Linked DNA regions of Arachis hypogaea: region 1 is linked to region 2. The links are chromatin contacts, called in public Hi-C maps. All regions are on one chromosome and are shown on one strand. The core of a region is the stretch at or near the end of the contact, and the rest is flanking DNA. Distances in the headings are between cores, read along the strand shown. Region 1 holds the start of LOC112790760. Region 2 holds the start of LOC112790761.

Region 1 (3,641 bases), core at 163-2,662, 520 kb before region 2:
ATACATTTCATTTAATAATTAACTCATCATATTTCAATTTAATAAATAACATTAAATGAATCACCGCTTGCAGCCACATTTCAACCAATTCCAACCCATCACAAGTCCATTTCACAGCCATCCCAATATATTAAAATTCCATTTCAATATCAAATAATTCAAAGTAACTCATTCAAGATCAGAATCTCAGCCAACTCATCACAAAAATCAGTGATTCAAAATACAATTCACAACCAGATTTTAACCAATTCAACAATATCACATAAGATCAGAATTTCCAACAAATCCATCAAAATTAGAAAACTAATATCAGTCACAGCATTAACCAAAATTAATCTTGTCAAATTAATTACTCACAACAACAAAACCCAGTGACATTCACAATAATCACAACCATTAACGATTCTCAAACACATTTCAAGTAATTCACATCAATTAATCAATTTTTAACCATCATTAACTATTTGCAATTATCCAATTAACTTTGTAGGCATTCTAAATTAAAAACGTTTAAATTTAAAAATAAATCCCCTACCTCGATGTCGCAACTCGTAGAAATAATCAAACATGGTAGCGCCGTTAGCAGTTTCCAGCACCCATTCAGCTCTCTTGGCAGCAACCACGATGATTCTGGGAAGCTCCAGTGATGGTGGAAGGCCTCAGCATCAGCCAAATAGCAACGGTAACGATTCAGAGTGGAGCCAGAGCAGGGCCAGAGCAACAATAACAGTTCTAGCAACAGCGGTAGCGTCTTCTCGGATTCCAGAAACCAGAGGCAGAAGCAGAACTGGCGAGCTTCTCCATTCAGTCCTCCAGTGATAATGTCCGGCGATGCAGCGGCTTGGCGACGGCGACGACTTCTATCGACGGTAGCGGCGGTAAAGAGACATGGCGGCGATGACAGAAGACTTCTCCTTCCTCCTCTGTTGCGTCGTATCTCTCTCTCTCCCTCCTCAGATTCGCGCTTTCTCTCTCTCCAGTGATGGCCGCTCCGACCACACCAGCAACGGTGGCGACGGCGACGCATGAAACTCCTCCAGTGGCGGCGACGGGTGGCTTGACGACGAAGCTTCTCCTCATCACGGTCCTTGGCTCGCGTCTCCCTCATCTTCTGTCTCGGGCTTCCCTCAGCAACGCGTGGATGACGGCGGCAGCTCCATGGAGCGATGGTGACGACGCAGGCGAGGTTCGGCGGTGGCGATGAATTGGACAGTGTAGAGTGCGGCTCCTTCCCCTCCGATTCCGAGCTCTCTCTTCTTCCTCTCCATCTCTGCGTTTCTTTCTTTGTTTTGTGTGTGTATTGTGTTTAGGAAGAAAGGGGGTGGGGGCTGCGGGCTTCAGGGCTGGGGAAAGGGGGAAAATTAGGGTTAGGGTTTTTGGGATTTGGGAATTAAGAATTTCTGATTCAATTTGAGAATTAGGGTTAAAAATTAGGATTTTATAAAGAAATAAGAATAGATATGAATAGATATTTTGATAAAATTGGAGTGTAGAATAATTTTAAAATCAAATATACTCTATTAAAAATATTTAGAAACATTATTTATCAACATATTGCTATGTTCAATCAATTATTTCTAATTTAAATTATAAAATAAACATATTAATCGCATTTTTTATAAAATATAGTTTAAACTCAATTTTAATTATTCAAATTAAAGGAGATAATTTTTCTTTATTTTTCTATCTCCAAATCTTTAATTTCAATTTATAAAATAACTAATTATAATAAAAATTGTACACAAATATTAACTAAATTAAACTTAAAGTATTTATAAATATCAATCTAATCATTTCTAATAAAATAATTTCTAGGAGTTCAAATTAATAACATAATTCATTCAAAATATAATTAAATTATACAATTCTTTCTTATTTTTCGATTACTAAAATTATAATTTCAATTATATCAAATATCTAATAAAGATTATATAAAAATTCTAATTAATTTAAACTGTAATTATCATGAAACTCCATTTAATTACCTTTAATAAAATAATTTTCATAAAATAAAATTATCAACAAATAAAATAAATCGCAAATAACTAATTATTGATTTTCAAAAACTAGAGTTGTTACACAGCTGACCTCTTCATCTTCCATGGCGTATATCTTGAGTTGTAGAGTTTCGAATGATGCACTCTCAACGGCATTAGAAAGTAGACTTCCAGAACTTTCCAACGATATATCATAGTATGGGGTTGACATTCGTTTGAAACTTCAAAAATGGGCTTCATTTAGAGCCTCAGAAATTGAAGGCGTTGGCAATGCCAAAATACAAAGGTGTGTTCACAAATAACGCCTGTGACCCTGGCAGGCTAACCTTATCCCCTGCAATGGAGCATAACTTGAGTTACAGAGGTCCAATTGAGGTGCTTCCAATTGCGTTAGAAAGCTGACATTTAGAACTTTCCAACGTATAATAGTTTATAGTGGGGCACAAAAATTGAAGCTCAAACAATAGGCATCATTAAGCCCCCAAAACACAAAGACGTTGCTAACTTGGGTTTGTGAAGGCGTTGGTGCCAATAACGCCCAAGTGACCCCTGGAGCTTGGTTTTGGTTCAATTAAATTACTTCAAGGTCCATCCAACCTCAAGCAAACAAAGCCCATAAATCTCAACCAATCAAAGCCACAAGAATCATCTAGAATAGTCAATTTTCATTTAATTGTAATTTGTTTTCAATTTCATTTCAATTTGTAATTTCAGAAAGCCTATATAAAGGCATTAGCTTCATAGAATTGGGAGGCTAGAATTGTTGGGAGAACACACACACACACACACTTCATTGGCACACTCTACTGGGAGTGGGTCTTCGGACCCCGCCCCTCACATTCTCTTCTTCCCTTTTCTCTTCTCTTCTTCCTTAATAGTAATTTAGCTTAATTTGTAATTTTCATTTATGAATTCTTGAATTTTCAATTTTTGTTTTGAATTCTCACTCTTTATTTTCATGCACTCTAATTTCATGCAATTTAGTTTTTATTTGAGAGCAATGACTACTTAATGATGACAGGTCATTATATACCCATTTTTCAAGCTAATTTCACTTGTTTTACTAGTCTTTATACACTTTCTTGCATCCTAAGTAAGTAATTTGGAATGAAAATGCATAACTTCTTTAAATCAAACAACCACCATTAAATTAATGCTAAATCATGAGGTTTGAACTAAAATTAATTGATTTTTAATGAATTAGAAACCTTATGAGTTTAGAGATACTTTGATTGGTTGTTTTGGTTTCTTGTAGGTGAAGAAAGGAAGAAAAGAAGAAAAACGTGGCTTAAGAAGTGTGGCCAAGAAATGAGAAGTGTGGTACAACATAGAAGGAGGAGGCAAACACTGCCCTCCACAAGAGCACACTGCCCTCCAGGAGAGCAGCATATTGAACCAAGCCTTGAAAAGCATCACTGTCCTGCCCACAACAAGGGCGGAGCACAATTTGATGCCAAGGACCAAAGGAAGCAAAAACTCTGCACTGTCCTCCTCAAGAGCAATATCGGGCTTCATCCAAGAATAATTCAAAGGAAATTGCTTCCTAGTGTTTCCTATGGGTTTCGAACCCAAGAACAAAGAGGAAAGGAGTAGCGCTCCAACACAAGGAAAACAAGCAAAAATTGGCTTGCTTTCAATCTCCCA
Region 2 (3,299 bases), core at 692-3,191:
TTCACCGTGCAGTGACACGTCCCTCTCATCGATTACCACCCTCTGCCCTTCCAGAACCTCCCTCGCTCTGTTGCACTCCTCGTACGTCTTCCGAACTCCCCCCAGAGACGTTGTGTAAAGCACCACCGCCTCCTCTCCCCCCGGCGGGCACTTCTCCGGGAACGAACTCAGCGGGTCCCGACTTATCTTCTCGTATGCTGATTCCTTTTCTTCCTTTTGCCTCTCCATCCTGTCCCTCACTATGAAGATGTTGTCTTTCACCGGCTTGATTCTCACGCCTCCTTCTTCCGCTTCCTCTTCCTTTCCAGATGTTCTTATTGGTGCAGGCGGTGGTTGTTTATTGAACTCCTTTTTGTTCAACTTCCAGTTGGTGGTGACAGCTTTGGTCAACTCTGGCCTGGGTTTGGGGTTTAACTTGGCGTCTAATTCTTCCAATGTGTGGAACGACATGGTCTTGCGGGGCTGTGGATGTGGATTTAGCTTTTGTGGCGGTTCCTCGGGCGGTTGTAAGGGCTTGTTGAGGTCTTGGAGGGCTTTGCTAACTTCGTCCCATGATTGGGGAGCTTCGGTTGAATCAAGCATGTTGAGCTTGTGGAGAATAGGGGTGGGCACGTGGGTGGGGATGGGCTTCTCGTCCTGATGGGTTTGGGGAGTGTTGTTGAGGTGCTTGAGCCATGGCTCCTCTATGGCGTTAATGTCGAACACAGCGAAGCTCGTCGGTGCCGGACGGTATACGCCTGCGTTGGCGGGGTCGATACCCTTTGAGGAGGCGCACCCCATCTTTGTTTTTCTCAGCGAATGAATGTCTCAGGAGATAAGGTATACTACTCCACAGCATAGATATAGGAACAAAAGTAGAGTATGTAATAGGAGTTGCAGTCACACGGTAATTTAATGAATGAATAAGTGAGTGAGCAAGCTAAGCAAGTAAGCATATTTGTCCACTGACTAATCTTGTCCTATCTATCTATCCCACATCAATACTTATCATATTTTACTCTTGTGTATATAATTTAGGAGATTGTTATGGTACTTGTAAAAGAGAGTGTTTAATGTGTCCAAAAATATAAATATATAAAAATTAATATTTAATTTAAAAATATAAAAAAATAATTTTTAAATATTTAAAATTTATTATAAAAATAAATTAGACAAAATTTAAATATTAAGTAATAAACACCGCAAAATTCACTTAATGTCAATTTACAGAAATTATTATCCCGTATATATAGATATTAAAGCAGCCACACATATGATTGAACAAGGTAATGTAATCTCGTCTAATCTAATGATATAATTATATGGTGGGATACATGGAGATTGATAGATGCGTGGTGCGTGTTTTATGTAATGTAATATATTAGTAATTTAGTATGTGGCTTGGGAAGAGGGATGGGATTGTCATTGTTTGGTTTAGTTATATTATTGATTCGACAAAGCTTAGAGAACCTTACGATAATGTCTGGTGTTGGTGTTATTAACGTGGAGATAGCAAGCATCGCCGCTCGGAATAACGAATAGATGTTTGTTAGGTCATAATGTCGCGTTCAGTGGGAGTCTGCTTCAATCACACCTGTGGTTGTGGACTACTGCAACTTGTGTGGCCACTGCCCACTTCCAAGTTCCAATACATGCCGCTTTCGTTTTTTGTGCCATATCATTAATACATACAAATATCATGCATAGCATATCCACACCAAAACAAAACAAAAAGTTTCTTGTTATAAAATAACTAAATAAATAAATAAGAGAGAGGTAACAAATATAAAATATAAAATATAATTAGATAGCTTTAATAGTAATATTCTCTATAATTACTATTATAAAGGAGATAATTTATTTATATATTAATATATGTATAGTAGTAGTGTATTAAAGAAAGAGAGAGAGAAAAGTTTTGTATATAGATAATAGAGAGAGAAAATTATTGTTATTAATGTTGTATGCATATTGCCTGAGGATTAGCCTCCTATTTATAGGTATACAAAAGGTAATATTTTTAACATTCATTAAATTCAATCTCTCTTGAGAATGGACATCCATCTATTCAATCTTATCACAACACTCCCCATTGGATGTCCATTTAGGATTATTGCCTTGTTAAAACCTTACTAAAAAAATCCAGTGGGAAAAAAACCTTAGTGAAGAAAAAAGAGTACAATATTCTTTAGTGATGGGGACTGCCTCATTAAAAATCTTGTCAAAAAAAACCCAATGGAAAAAAACCTGACCAAGGAAAAAAGAGTACAGTCTCCCCCTCTTGCCGACATCATTTAATGTCTCGAAATCGGCGCATCCCAATCTCATGTACCAATCTTTCAAAGGAGGATTTTGGGAGTGACTTTGTTAATAAATCTGCCAGATTGTCACTTGAACGGATCTGTTGGACATCAATTGTCCCTTGATTTTGAAGATCATGAGTGAAGAAGAATTTGGGAGAAATATGCTTTGTTCTATCGCCTTTGATGTATCCACCTTTAAGTTGAGCAATGCATGCTGTATTATCTTCAAACAGGACAGTTGGAGCTATCTTATGATCAATCAATCCACATGATGACAGAATATATTGAATCAGGCTCCTCAGCCAAAAGCACTCGCGACTAGCTTCATGAATTGCTAGTATTTCAGCATGATTAGAGGAAGTTGCTGCTATTGTCTGTTTCGTGGACCTCCATGATATAGCTGTACCACCATATGTAAATAGGTATCCTGTTTGAGATCTCCCTTTATGTGGATCAGACAAGTATCCGGCATCTGCATAGCCAACTAGTTGTGACTTGGATCCATAGGGATAAAACAATCCCATATCAACCGTTCCATGAAGATATCGAAAAATTTGTTTGATTCCACTCCAATGGCTTCTGGTTGGAAAGGAACTATATCTTGCTAGTAAATTCACCGCGAATGATATGTCAGGTCGCATATTATTAGCAAGATACATTAGCGCTCCAATGGCACTAAGATATGGTACTTCAGGACCAAGGATATCTTCATTCTCTTCTTTAGGACGGAATTGATCATTTTCCACATCTAAAGATCTTACGATCATTGGGGTACTCAAAGGATGTGATTTATCCATATAGAATCTTTTTAAGATCTTCTCTGTGTATGTCGCTTGATGAATAAAGATCCCATTTCTTGTATGCTCGATCTGCAGGCCGAGACAAAATTTAGTCCTTCCAAGATCTTTCATCTCAAACTCTTCTTTCAGAGTTTTTATAATTGTTGTTATCTCTTCAAGAGTCCCAATGATATTTAAATTATCAACATACACCGCAATTATAATGAATTCAGATGCG

Evidence for each region. A called contact is a pair of places that touch in the nucleus more often than the background predicts.
Region 1: a Hi-C map of leaf shows a contact between it and region 2, with 7 times the contacts expected there. The contact joins the promoter of LOC112790760 here to the promoter of LOC112790761 in region 2. A contact is called at or near these places in 2 of 8 Hi-C or Micro-C datasets (both in leaf).

Annotation. Positions count from the first base shown.
Region 1 is chr3:67,198,628-67,202,268 of arahy.Tifrunner.gnm2.J5K5, reverse strand. It overlaps LOC112790760, which reads right to left and starts at 1,412. Exons shown (of 2, transcript XM_025833304.3): 1 at 536-1,412. The coding sequence starts at 1,108.
Region 2 is chr3:66,682,034-66,685,332 of arahy.Tifrunner.gnm2.J5K5, reverse strand. LOC112790761 reads right to left here and starts at 1,941. Exons shown (of 1, transcript XM_025833306.3): 1 at 1-1,941. The coding sequence starts at 780.